2 separate regions of the Sus scrofa genome follow, and region 2 is linked to region 1. The links are chromatin contacts, called in public Hi-C maps. All regions are on one chromosome and are shown on one strand. Each heading gives the region's core, a stretch centred on a gene start, on an enhancer-like site or on the middle of the called end of the contact. The rest is flanking DNA. Distances are from core to core; before and after follow the strand shown. Region 1 overlaps EPG5 (ectopic P granules protein 5 homolog). Region 2 holds the start of PSTPIP2 (proline-serine-threonine phosphatase-interacting protein 2).

Region 1 (6,782 bases), core at 1,678-4,177:
TGTCTTTTTGTCCTTTTAGGGCCGCACCCGAGGCATATGGAGGTTCCCAGGCTAGGGGTCAAATCAGAGCTGTAGCCACCAGCCTATGCCAGAGCCACAGCAACACCAGATCCGAGCCGTGTCTGTGACCTACACCACAGCTCATGGCAACTCGAGAGCCTTAACCCAGTGAGCGAGGCCAGGGATCGAACCTGCAAACTCAAGGTTCCTAGTCGGATTAATTTCCACTGCACCATAATGGGAACTCCCCTGGTTATTCTTTTGAAAGAGCACATGTATTTAAGTGATTTCTCTAGACCCCTGGATACATTCATCTTTATAAATAGTAAAACTCCAGGAGTTCCCATCATGGCACAGTGGTTAGCGAACCCGACTAGCATTCATGAAGATGCTAGGTTTGATCCCTGGTCTCGCTCAGTGGGTTAAGGATCTGGCATTGCTGTGAGTTGTGGTGTAGGTCTCAGATGCAGCCAGGATCCCGTGTTGCTGTGGCTCTGGCGGAGGCCGGTGGCTACAGCTCCAATTTGACCCTTATCCTGGGATCCTCCATATGCTGTGGGTAAGGGCCTAAAAAGACAAAAAGACCAAACAAAAAAAAAAAGTAAAACTCTACATCCTTTGTTGTTCAGGTATCAGTGTTACAAAGAGTTGGCTGTCCTGGAGATCACCTCTTCCTTCTAAACCATATTCTTCGATGCCCGGCTGGTGTTAGTAAATGGGCTGTTCCTTTCATCCAGGTATGATGAATAGCCTTCTCATTTTCAGGAGGATGGGGTGGATTTTGTTAAATATTTTTCCTGAAGAAATTGCTTTAAAAAAATAAGCCTACTTAAAAAATACTGATATTTATTATAAAATTATTAGAATATATTAAACATATATTTGTAGGAGTTATTATGCTGTAACTTCTTGGACCACCCAAAATTGATGAAATTAAGATAGGAGTGCAGAAGTCTATTGTAGTCTGACTTCGTGGGTTCAGTAGTATCTAATTTTGTAAAATTTCTGTGCGGGAAGGCTTGCTAGGATTTTTTTCTCTAATACTCAACACAGCGTCCTAAATCAGTTCCATCTCACACTGCAGTTGGTGCAGATAAAAAAGAAACTATGAGGGGAGTTCCTTGGTGCCACAGTGGGTTAAGGATCTGGCATTGTCACTGCTATGGCACGGGTTCTATCCCTGGCCTGGGGAACTTCTGCATACCATAGGTGTGGCAAAAAAAAAAAAAAAAAGAGACCCCCCCCCCCCCCCCGCCAGATCAAAGTTCTTAATACTAGCAGAGATTTCACCTCTGTGATCAGCTCTCATATAATCACCTTAGGCATTGATTATATGGTTTATAGTTTCTCCTCTTTGCTGCTTGCCTTTGGGTTGTATTGTTACTCATAGCAACCCTCAGATGAATGGATAGGAGCCAAATGTATGCCAAGGTCAACTTCATGTTACCTATTCTTTAGTGTTTTTGGTGGCAAGAAGTTTGAATCTTTTTAGTTAGAAGAAAGATTTTTTTTTTAAATCTTTGGATTAAAATAGCAGTATGATCCTCCTTTCTATATTGTGCTAGGTGATTGAGGTAAATGGCTCAGCTTTCTCTACTCCTTGAGTACAGGCCAGTCAGTACTGCCAGGTAGCCCACAAGGTGTTCTCACTTTTGTGGATGAGGTGCCAGTCCCATCTTTGTTTTCTTTTTTCTTTTTCTTTTTTTGTCTTTTGTCCTTTTTTTAGGCCACACCTGCAGTATATGGAGGTTCCCAGGTCTAATCGGAGCTGTTGCCGCTGGCCTACGCCATAGCCACAGCAACACCAGATCCCAGCCGCATCTGAGACCTACACCACAGCTCACGGCAATGCCGGATCCTTAACCCCCTGAGTGAGGACAGGAATTGAACCTGCAACCTCATGGTTCCTAGTTGGATTCATTTCCACTGCACCACGATGGGAACTCTCATCTTTGTTTTCTTAGTAGCTCCTTTTGTCAGAATGCTGGTGAACTAAGACTGTGGATACTTGGATTGTTGGTTTTCTACACTATGCCTTTTCCTTTTCTGATTTCAGATCCGAGTGTTGAATAACCCCTCAGGGGTCTTTCATTTTATGCAGTCCCTTGCCCTGCTAATGTCTCCTGTCAAGTAAGTGTCAAAGAGCTTCGTAAAGTAGAAGTTAAAATGTTCTGTCAAACGATTGACTTCCTAAACTGCCCACATCCCAACAAGTGCTCATGGAAGAGTCAGTATTCTAGAATTTAACACTGAAGATTTTCTTTGGGTTGAATACTCTTTGTCCCAGAATGAACCTATTAACTGCTTATGTGTAAATGAGTCACATTTTTGGGGTTCCCTTTTTTAGTAGATTTGCACTCCTGTCATACATGTCATTGTGGTGCTGTGGGAAGGAAAAAGGGATGACCTTTTCCTTAGAAGGAGAGATTTAGTGGCAGAGGAGAAAAAAAAAAAAAAAGGCATAAAGAGATTCAAGCGCTAAGTTGTCTGAAGCTGCGACTAACCCAGTAGAAATGAAGAGAGTAGAGAGGAGTTGTCAAGGGTTCCAGGTGGGTGAGCTGGGTTTGAAGAGTGGAACCAATTTTGGCGGAAGGAGGGCAGGGAGCAGTGGCCCAGAGTGTGGGAAGGAGCCGTGTGGGGCAGGCAGAAGATCAGCTTGGCTGGAGGGAAAGGGTGTGTGGGGGGAGTGGTAATAAAGCTGAACAACTGGCAAGAGCTGGATTATAGAAGCCCTTGAAATTGAGACACAGATTTGAGATGGTCCGGCCTTTGTAGTAATTGAGGGTTTTGAACAAGGGTAAAAGTTGTCCTTAGGGAAGATTGGGCTGGATTGGAGGCAGAAGAAGATGTGCTTCAGCTTCACGGAAGTACAATTGCAGACGCCTGGCTCTCCCAGCCCTGGAACCCAACCCAGCATGGAGAGGACACATCCTTAAATGGGGGAGAAGGCCACTGTGTCTAGGTGACCTTGAACTGTGTTACTACCACTGGCTCTTGGTCTGGGAAAGCCTCTTTGCCTCTAAGCCTGAAATGGGGTGATGGTCATGGGAAGGAGACTGTGGGGACCTGGAAGGAAAGGATTAAGTAGCTGATTAAATAAGGAAAAGACGGGAAAGGAGTGGCTCAGCCTTAACTCTGTAGCCTCGGAGTCTGTGTGACTGAGAGGGTGTTGGCAGCTCTAACAGACCAAAAAGACAGAAAGGACAGCTGTTAGGGAAGGAGGTAAATTTAGGTCATTGGGGCTTGCAAGTGTGCATAGCTAGTGACAGCTCCCGATGGACACTTGGAGCTACATGGCTGGAGCCAGGCTGGCAGGGCTCTGGAGCAGGGAGTCCCGAGGAGAGCTCCTGGGGAAAGGAGGGAATGGATGAATTTTGGGAGTCAGGCCAGAGAGCAACAGGGTGCTGAGAACCAGGTGGTGATCTCAGAAGAAACTTCTCTCATTATTTGCTTTTGTCAGGTCCAGCCAACACTTTGTGAAAGCCTGGCACCCCCCAGATTCCTCTCTCTAACTGCCAGGAACAGGGCGCTGCTCTTACCCATGGTGTTTAGATGTGCTTTTATTCCCTGAACCAGCTGCTGCATTATCTGGGGGTTATCCTTTTTTATTCAGTAAAGCATGTTTCCTAAACACTTTGTGAGCTGATTAGACTGTGGCCATCCTGTGTGTCCTGAGGCCTCGGCGTGCGGCACTGTGCTAGCATAACCACTTCTCTTTGGCTCCTTGTCATTAGGACTCAGAGTGGCCATGGTCTGTATGCCACAATTAGTGAAGCGTGGGTCTCCTTGAGTTTTAGCCGCTTTCTATTTCTTGTTTACTAACTCAAACCTTTTGAAAATCAGGTTGATGTCTGACTCTTCTTCACGGTGAGTAGATGATCTATTGGGCTTTCTATGTTTATATTTTGATTGGAGTGATTTTCCCTGTCCTGTAGAAACCGAGCAGAATTTCTGTGCCACATGAAGCCCAGTGAGCGGAAGCCATCCTCCTCAGGGCCTGCGTCAGGGACGTGGACACTAGTAGACGAGGGAGGAGAAGAGGTGAGGTGTCATGTTTGCAGCATTTAGATGCATCATGTCTGAACTCCTCTTTTTATGTGCCAAATATTGCTCTAAGCACTTTTCACATATCAGCCCTTTTTTTTTTTTAATTCTTGGCAGCCCCACAAGATGAGTACTGTTGTCACCCCCATTTTAGAGATGAGGAAACAGGTGTGAGGCAGGGGTGAGGGACTTTGTCCCACATCACATGGTCATTAAATGTGGAGCCTCTGGAACCTGTGCTCTGAGCCTGTGTTGATGCCGCTGCCCTTCTCTAGTCTGTCTCCCTGTGCAGCTGGGAGAGTTTGGAACCTGGAAGTATTTACATATTGTGCACACTTTCTATTAAGATTTCCTTTTACGTAGGTATAATTTTTGGGACTTGAGGTCTAATCTTCAAATTCTCTCAAGTCTAAAGAGCTGGAGCTTACAAGGTTCTGCCTTAATGCTTACAAACGTCTCTTCTAGATCTTCTCATTTGGAAGATAGAAGATAAATTTCTATTTTCTATTCTTCCAAGGCCGAGGGGACAGAAGGCACTGTGGATGTCCATGTCAGTGGATCTTGATACTGGCCGTCTATTAGAACCACCTGGGCAACTTAAAAACCTTGCTTGGGCTCACAACCAGACATCCAAATGTTTAAGAGCCTCCCTGGTGCTTCTCATATACAGCTGGAGCTGGGAACTATTGCCCTACTAGTAGGGATCTCTGAGGCCCTTGTTTGTTAGCCATTTAGGTCATGTAAGAGGTAAAAATGAGTGGCTTCAGGAAATTATGAGTGAATTGCACTAGTCCTTTGTTGAAGTTGAGGTGATAATTAATTCGGGATCTCCGTATCTTTTTACAGTATTCCCTTTTGAATGTGGCATATCTTAGGACACAAATCAGTTTGCTTTCTAAGAAGACTACAGTGCTCTGTATCAAACAAAAATCTCCAGCTCTTTCCCCTGTGTATGACTGCTGTTACGTTTTTTCTTTTTTCAGTGCCACTAATTGACAACAAAACTTCAGTTAACCATAGCAAATGCCAATTGCTTCTTGATAAGTCAGTTGAGTACTGCAGTAGACCTTAATTTGGGGCAAGAAGAGACTTGTACCTAGAATAACATGGACTCTAATGCATGGTTCTTTAATAGATGTTGTCAAAGCACTGAGCTTTATGTAATGAGATCTCTATTCTAGGAGAATTTTTTCATCTTTTTTGGGATAGAAATTTAATGACAGCAGTTTTAGCCACTGAAGAGTGGATATGACTCAGATGCACATAAAACTGTGCTTGCAATTTCAGGGGATTTATGGGTCATCAAATGAGACTGATGGTATAAATCTCTGTCCTGGAGGCGAAACCCATGAGAACTCATGAGAATACCAGGTTGAGACCTATGATATTTGGCTCCTGCACCTCTAGACCATGGTGTCATGTGATCACATCAGCTGACGTGATTCTGCATCTTTTCCCTTAGGACGAAGACCCCGAGACCAGTTGGATTCTCCTTAATGAAGATGACTTGGTTATTCTTTTATCACAGTTTCCATTTCATGACCTCTTTCAGCATCTTCTTGGGTTCAAAGCAAAAGGTAGACTGTTTTCTTTGGTCATGTGTAGAGTGTGGTGGGGCAAGCGCAAATACAGACACTAAGCATCAAGTCTTCCGCTTCCTGCGGGCCTCTGATTCAGGTCCCCTTGCCTGGCCATACTGTATGGAGACTCACATCACCTCAGTGAGGCTTCCTTCCTTTCTCTTATGATTGTAGTTTCCTGTCTGGTGCTTAAATGCCAAAAGGTTGATGAGCTTGCACATCTCCTAGCTGTCCTAAATTGTTTTAATTTTGCACTTTGTCTCAAGTTTCCCATTGCACATTGACCTAGGAACCAGAGCAGTGGGGATTCTCCATCTTGGCTTTGTTTCCTCATTAAAGTATTGACATCCAATACTTGCAGTGTTTTTCCATGGTCAATATAATTTTTTTTCTTTTAACTTCTAGGTGATTATTTACCTGAAACAACAAGACCTCAAGATATGATGAAAATTTTTGCCTTTGCTGACTCCTTAGTGGAACTTTTGGCTGTGGGGTTAGAAACTTTTAATAGAGCACGCTATAGGCAGTTTGTCAAGCGAATTGGTTATATGATCAGGTAATATTGCTCTTGGTACGTCTGTTTCTGTTGACTTTCACCTTGGTCAAGTTACAGACACTGTATAATTGGGATGATGGGCATTTTAGTGGTGTAGTTCAGATCGTATTTCTCATGAAAGTAAGAATTTTTTTCTTCATCATCTTCCAGATGGGAATTTAAATAAATACTTCCAGTCAGAATATTTGGTTAATTGTCTCAATTTTAACTAGTTTGTTAGACATTCGTTCTTGGGGTCAGAATCTTCAAAGCAGCTGCTGGGTTGAACTCGACTAGAGAGAAGGGATCAAAGAAAATACAGTCTTTCACCTTCCTTTACTCTCTTCTCCTCTGCCTCCTAGCTTTTGTCTGGGTATTGTCAAGTAGCTGTGGAAAATTGGCAGTAGCCCTTGCATCATTATGCCCTGTTTTCTCTCTTGTTTATGCTTATTCTGATTTCTATAAAATACTGTTTAAAGAAAATAGCAAATACTTCAATGGCCACTGTAGTTGAATTCACAAAACATTATCATTTCTTTGATTGAAAGCTGGTTTATGTTTCTGTTATCAACTAGCAGTAAATTCTGAGACTGTGTACTACTTTTCACTAAGTTAATTTTGTA
Region 2 (6,782 bases), core at 1,886-4,385, 130 kb before region 1:
TCTGAGGTACTGCCATACTGTTTTCCATAGTGGTTGTACCATTTTACATTCCCACCAACAGTGCAGGAGATTTCCCTTTTCTCCACACCCTCTCCAGCATTTGTTATTTGTGGACTTACTATTAATGGTGGCCATTCTGCCAGGTGTGAAGTGGTACTTCATAGTAGTTTTGATTTGCATTTCTCTAATAATCAGTAATGTTGAGCATTTTTTATGTGCTTCTTGGCCATCTGTATATGTTCTTTGGAGAAATGTCTATTCAGGTCTTTTGCCCATTTTTCTTTTCTTTCTTTCTTCTTTTTTTTTTTTTTTTTTTTTTTTTTGTCTTTTTGCCTTTCCTAGGGCCGCTCCCGCAGCATATGGAGGTTCCCAGACTAGGGGTCTAATCGGAGCTGGAGCCACCGGTCTACACCAGAGCCACAGCAACGTGGGATCCCAGCCGTGTCTGCAACCTATACCACAGCTCACGGCAATGCCAGATCCTTAACCCACTGAGCAAGGCCAGGGATGGAACCCACAACATCATGGTTCCTAGTCGGATTCATTAACCACTGTGCCACGACGGGAACTCCCTGCCCATTTTTCAATTGGGTTGTTGGCTTCTTTGCTGTCGAGCTGTATAAATTGTATATTTTAGAGATTAAGCCCTTGTCAGTTTCATCGTTTGAAACTATTTTCTCCCATTCCATAGGTTGTTTTTTTTTTAATGGTTTCCTTTGCTGTGTAAAAGCTTGTCAGTTTGATTAGGTCCCATTGGTTTATTTTTGTTTTTATTTCTTTTACCTTGGGAGACTGACCTGAGAAAATATTTGTAAGCTTTATGTCAGAGTGTTTTGCATATGTTCTCTTCTAGTTTTATGGTGTCTTGTCTTATGTTTCTCTTTAAACTGTTTTGAGTTTATTTTTGTGCATGGTGTGAGGGTGTGTTCCACATATTACTTGTCTTTTTACTAACAACACCTGTCCAGGTGATGAGCTTAGTAAATGAGGAATGAATAAGGAATATTTTCTGGAAGCGTGGACAAACACTTGCAATTTACAATATTACCACCAGGTGGTAGAAGAGAGTTAAAATTCAGGGATCTTTGAGGTCTGAGGCAGGCAAATCAAGCACTATGTACCATGAAAGGTTTTTATTTTTTTGTCTTTTTGCCTTTTCTAGGGCCATACCCACGGCATATGGAGGTTCCCAGGCTAGGGGTCTAATCGGAGCTATAGCCGCCGACCTTCACCAGAGTCCAAGCTGTGTCTGTGACCTATACCACAGCTCAAGGCAACGCTGGATCTTTAACCCACTGAATGAGGCCAGGGATTGAACCTGCAACCTCATGGTTCCTAGTCGGATTCATTAGCCACTGAGCCACTACGGGAACTCCCATGAGAGATTTTTTAAAATGTTAAAAATGAAAACTTAGCAATTAGAATTGTACTTAAAATATTTTTTCCAAGATATTCAAAACTTCCAGGAAAAATCTTGATGCTGTCTGTGGCACTTCCCCAGTTGGCATTATTTCTTACTCCTGCTGTTTAGCTTGTCTTCTTGTGCCCACTGTGGCCTCTGTTGCTTCTGATGGTGCTGCCAGGCTTCCCTTTCTTTCTTCTAACTGGACTGCTTTGCAAGGAGATGAACAACCAGATGAATGGATGTATGTCCTTTGAGTGACCCAGGCAAAGCTGGAGGCTACTTCTCATCTTTGTTGTTGAGGATGACTCTACTGTGGGATTTTACTACAAACAGGGTGGGGCTTGGGGTGAGGGTGAGGGAGTGGGGATTAGGGGTGGTATTACCAGGCAGAACCTTACAGCTGTCCTTCAGACTACCCTGGCAATTGTCTTTTCACTGTGTCTGAAGAAAGCTAGAACCTGGGAAGCAAAACTTGCCTCTGCAGGCCTGAGGTTGTGGGCTGGGCTTGAGCACTCAATTTTTGCACCTTTTTTTTTTGGTCTTTTTAGGGCCGCACCTGTGACATACAGAAGTTCCCAGGTTAGGGGTCGAATCTGAGCTATAGCTGCTGGCCTACACTACAGCCATAGCAATGCCAGATCCCAGTAGTGTCTGTGACCTACTCCACAGCTCTTGACAACTCTAGATCCTTAACCCGCTGAGCAAGATCAGGGATGGAACCCATGTCCTCATGGTTACTAGTTGGGTTCATTACTACTGAGCAACAGCAGGGACTCCTTGGCATTCTTGACTTTCATCCTTCTCTCCTTAAGTGGATCTGTCCCAGGAGTGACCTCTTTGGCTCCTGTCCTGTTTAGAAGGGCAGAGCTGTTCATCTTTTAAATATGCTGTGATCTTGGGCAAGGCAATCAGCCTTTTTGTGCCTCAGTTTTGAATCAGAAAGTATAGCACAGAGCCATACTTGTCCCAGAGTGCCATATTACTACAATGCAGGGATGACTTGCCTTGGATTATGTTTATGAGGGTGTTTATGAGGCAGCGTGGAGGAAGAGGAAAGTTCGGGCTCTTACTGTTGGAGTGGGATTGGTGGAGAATAGTCTTAGGTCTGGATCCTGAGAATGGGGAAAGATCGGGAAGGAGCTGAGTTCCCAGACACCTTGTAAGGATCTCACTGAGGGACCTGGAGTCAAGGGGAAACGGTATCAATGACTTTTCCATGTCTTTTAGACTAAAATGTGCCCAGGGGCTTATCTGTGGCCCCTCAGGGATCCTGCACTTAACTTGCTGAAGCGTGCGTGCACACTTGACGCGGCCGCTGGCATTGTCAGGGCTCAAGCTTCACAGATCCGACGTGGGGACCCCGAGATCACCTGTGATCCGGAAGGGACTCCTTCAACCACCACGCTGAGCCTGGGTTTCTCCGCGAGGAGCTGGGTCGAGGGAAAAGGGGGCTGTGGGCAGGAATGGGGCCTAATTCGGGGAGGCGACAGGACCGATCCTCAAAGGCCTCGCGAAGGAGAGGGATGTAGGACTAACTAACTGATGCCTGACTGCGGAGCTCCAATCTGCGGGCCGCGACTCCATTCCGCTCCGCGCAGCGCTGGGTGCGGGGCGCTGGGTGCGGGGCGCTGGGTGCGGGGCGCTGGGTGCGGGGCGCTGGGTGCGGGGCGCTGGGTGCGGGGCGCTGGGTGCGGGGCGCTGGGTGCGGGGCGGGGCAAGCGGCGGCGGGGGCGTGGCCTAGATCCCTGGTCTGGCAGCGGCGTCCACTGCCTGTGACAGTCCGGTCCCCGCGCGCCTGCTCCGGCTGTACTTGCCCTGCTCCCCGCGCGCCGGCCATGACGGGCTCACTGTTCAAGGGGAATTTTTGGGTAAGTCCGCGGGGCCGGTGGTCCAACGTCGGGCTCGGGAGCCAGGACTCTGAGGGGAACCTTGGCCCCCTGTCAGGTGCTCGCGGGCAGAACCTGAGCGGACGCGCCTCTGCGTCCCCTTTGCCCTGTCCCCAGCCCCTGCACGCCCGCGGGTCCCCAGGCTCCTCTTTGGGCCGCCCGCGCTCCTGGACACGCTGGCTGGGTGTAGCCGAAGCCACCTTAGAGTCGGGACATTCCTCCCGCATATCACTCTTGGGGAAACCGAGACCCAAAAGGAGAAGCCACCCTCCAGGGGAGAGTCGCTGGTGGCCCCCGAGGCTGCGCCGTGAGCGGATTGGGGGCACGTGGGGTGGAGAACCTGGGGTGGGCTTCGCGGGTCTGGTCGACTTTTCCAGGTCCACAGCCTGTCCGGGCCTCGGTAGCGCCTGACTTCCCCCTGCAGACCATAGAGAGATTCTCTAGCAGAAGCTTTGCCGGGTCCTGAAGCCGGGTTTCCTGAGCGCCTCCCGGCCTTTGCCCCCGCGGGTGCGTGTGTGAAACCCTGCGAGCTGGTCAGGGTATCCGAGCCGGAGGATGGAGCCCAGCCAGGAGGCAGCAGGTCCGCCTGCCCTCTCCCTCTGTCCAGCCTCTTCCCTCCTGTCTTCTCACTCCCGAAAGAGTTGGTAACCCCTCATTCGGAGAAACCACCCTCATCCCTTTAAGGCAGAAGCAGGATGTCTCAAGATTGACTTACTGCTGCCACAGGGCCCCATCTCTTTCTTGGGACGCTGCTCGCCCCCTTTTAGCTTCATAGCTGTCCAGCAGGTCTCTGCCCTCTATGGGTGGAGAAACCTGGCCCTGTAGCCTCCAGGACACAGTTTAGACCTTGCCTTATGAGGCCCCTTTTTCTGGAGTTTTTGAGATTCTTCTGGGGCACTGGCCACCTGTAGGGTACAGAGCGGTGGAAGCTTCACAAAGATGATAAACATGGAGTTCCCGTCGTGGTGCAGTGGAAGTGAATCCTAAACCATGAGGTTGCGGGTTTAATCCCTGGCCTGGATCAGTGGGTTCAGAATCCAGCGTTGCCATGAGCCGTGGTGTAGGTCACATGCACGGCTCGGATCTGTTGTTGCTGTGGCTGTGGTGTAGGCTGGCAGCTGTAGCTCCAATTAGACCCCTAGCCTTGAAACCTCCATATGCCCTGGGTGCGGCCGTAAAAGGACAAAAGACAAAAGACAAACAAAACAAAACAAAACAAAAAAAACCCAAAACAACAAACACCCCAAAAACCAACCAACCAAACAAAAATGGTAAACAGCCTGGCAGCTGGCCCCTCCAGAAGGCTTGGGAGTTATTTGTGTAGAATATAGGACTTTGGGGTCCCCTGACTAGGTAACAGGGTGGTGGTGGTGGTGGGGGGGGAAGCAGGGCAGAAAGACCTACCTTTTTCACCTCAAAATGTGACACACAGTTTTCAGGCCTCTGCCTTCTTTAGAGAAGCCTTTCGTGATGGTGCCCCCATAAGCACATGTTCTGTTCTTTCATAGCATTTGTCAGTTTCTGGTTTTGAGATTGGGGGCCTACAAGCATGTGAGCACCTCATGGACAGGTATTGTGCTGGCTTTCAGTGCCCCTGCCCCTTGCTCGGGCTGATGCACAGTGGTTCTCAGCAGATGGTTACAGTGGATTTGTATGGGTGACAGGGCGTGTAATGGGATGAGAGCAGCAGCAGCCTCCACTCTCAGAGGGCTCCCAGGCAGCCCCCACCCCCCAAGTCTTTTCCAAGGGAGACATGAGTCCTAGGTTGGGAGTTAGAAATTGGGTGAAGGTCCAGGGGAGAGACCTTTCTGGGTTTATACTTTTTTCCCCCCTCTTGGCTTTTAATTTCTGAATATATTAGACCCTAAGAGATAGTTTGCAAAGGTATCTTCCATCTCTAATTTCCTGTAATACTTTATGTCAAATAATAAAAAACAATAATAGCTAAATTACTATGTATAAGTCTGTAGCAAACACTGTTCCAAATACTTTGTACATACCACTCATTTATTTCTCACAACTGTTATCTGACTTACATCTCACACCTACCACTGCTTACTGACTATCCTGTTTTAGAGATGAGGAAACCAAGTGGCAGAAGGGTTAAGCAACATTCCCAAGTTTGTAGAGCTATTAAATAGGACTCTGTATCCACCAAATGCTCAGTGAGTGCCTTTGATGAGGCTGGTGCTCAGTGAATGTCCTTTTGACACCTCCGGAGGTAGATGAGGGGGCATCATTTGACTCTTGATGTGGATATCTTTCTTTTTTCAGCTCTGACCATGAGCTCCTCTGGGGTTTGTGCTGGGTACCACCATCCACTGAGCCCCCAGCACTGCAATGGTTCTTTGCATATGGATGCTTAGGAATCAGGCAGATGGAAAAGTCAGCCTGGATTTGGGGAGAAAAGGAGCAGAAGGGAAACTGGTGAAGGCCTCAGGGCCTACCTTCGGCACCCTCACACTCTTAGGGCTCGGGGGTGCGGGCAGGGCTGTTATTAGCATCGAGGGGATGGCAATCATTTTCATGCTTCAAGGACAAGAAGGTTGTGATTGTATAAGGTAGAAAACTTTGGAAACACAAGTAGATATCAGTTGATTGAATTTAATAAATATTTAAAATACCTTCTATGTATGAGCTCTGGTGGAGGTGGCATTTGTAGGAGGTAAGACCAGCCCTTGGTTTGATGGTAGAGTCCTCATGAGGAAGCCAGCAGGGAGGGCAGGATTTGGCCTTGAATGCCAGTCCTCAGGGATGTAGAGGAGGAAAGGGTAGGGGGATGGGAGAGTCCAGCAGGGCCTAAGAAAACTGGGCCAGGGGTAGACAAGGTCTGTTCCTGGGTGGAAAGCATAGGAAAGGGACAGGAGGAGACAGATGGGGGAATGGCAGAGGGTAGAAGAAGTCAAAGCCATAGGACAAGGTCATCAATTGTTGGGTAGTTGGGAGGGGAAAGCAGGGCTTAGAGGAGGCTCTGTGTGAGGTGAATAGGAGAATGCGGAGTGGGCCCCAGAAATAAGGAAGTTGAAATGAGGAACTGGTTTGTGGGGAGAGGAGGAGGAGGCAAAAGTGATATTGACAATATTTAACCACAGGGGTAGCACTGTGAGGACCAAGGCCAGCAGCACCCTGAACCAGCCTCCCAGCCCGTTGCCAGGGTTGCTGGATATAGGGAGGGAACAGGGTGCCAGACAGCAGAGTTTGGGAACATTCTAATATTTTAACAATCAGTTGCAGGTGCTCAGTTGTCAATATTATAGGTTTGGAGAGCTGGTAGATATGGCCCTGGCAGCTTGGAAAGGGTGTCCAGGCAAGAGAGTGCATAGGACAGCATAAAGTACAACGGAAGAGTTAGCAGCAGAAGCTCTGTGGTGCCTGGTCAAGTGTGAATCCAGATCTGCCCATTATAGCTGGGTGACCTTGGGCAAATTACTTCAACTCCCATTCTCCGTTTTTCTGTGTAGAACAATGAGGATAATAACAATGTCTGCACT

Evidence for each region. A called contact is a pair of places that touch in the nucleus more often than the background predicts.
Region 2: a Hi-C map of skeletal muscle shows a contact between it and region 1, with 5 times the contacts expected there. The contact joins the promoter of PSTPIP2 here to the enhancer-like site in region 1. A contact is called at or near these places in 1 of 5 promoter capture datasets (fetal skeletal muscle), 26 of 47 Hi-C or Micro-C datasets (alveolar macrophages, blood, brain and 13 more) and 2 of 2 datasets of contacts at active chromatin or transcription factors (alveolar macrophages and skeletal muscle).

The regions. Positions count from the first base shown.
Region 1 is chr1:95,590,011-95,596,792 of Sscrofa11.1, reverse strand. EPG5 (ectopic P granules protein 5 homolog) reads left to right here. Exons shown (of 44, transcript XM_021092525.1): 5 at 630-737; 6 at 2,057-2,130; 7 at 3,936-4,041; 8 at 5,507-5,621; 9 at 6,030-6,180. Among named protein-coding and RNA genes, the nearest start is that of EPG5, 23 kb to the left of the region's middle. Within about 2 kb of position 2,927, at least 2 of the 83 cell types and tissues checked have an H3K27ac peak or open chromatin away from gene starts, as enhancers often do. A contact at or near this core is called in fetal skeletal muscle and skeletal muscle, where this site is marked.
Region 2 is chr1:95,724,180-95,730,961 of Sscrofa11.1, reverse strand. PSTPIP2 (proline-serine-threonine phosphatase-interacting protein 2) reads left to right here and starts at 3,135. Exons shown (of 14, transcript XM_021092533.1): 1 at 3,135-3,273. The coding sequence starts at 3,241.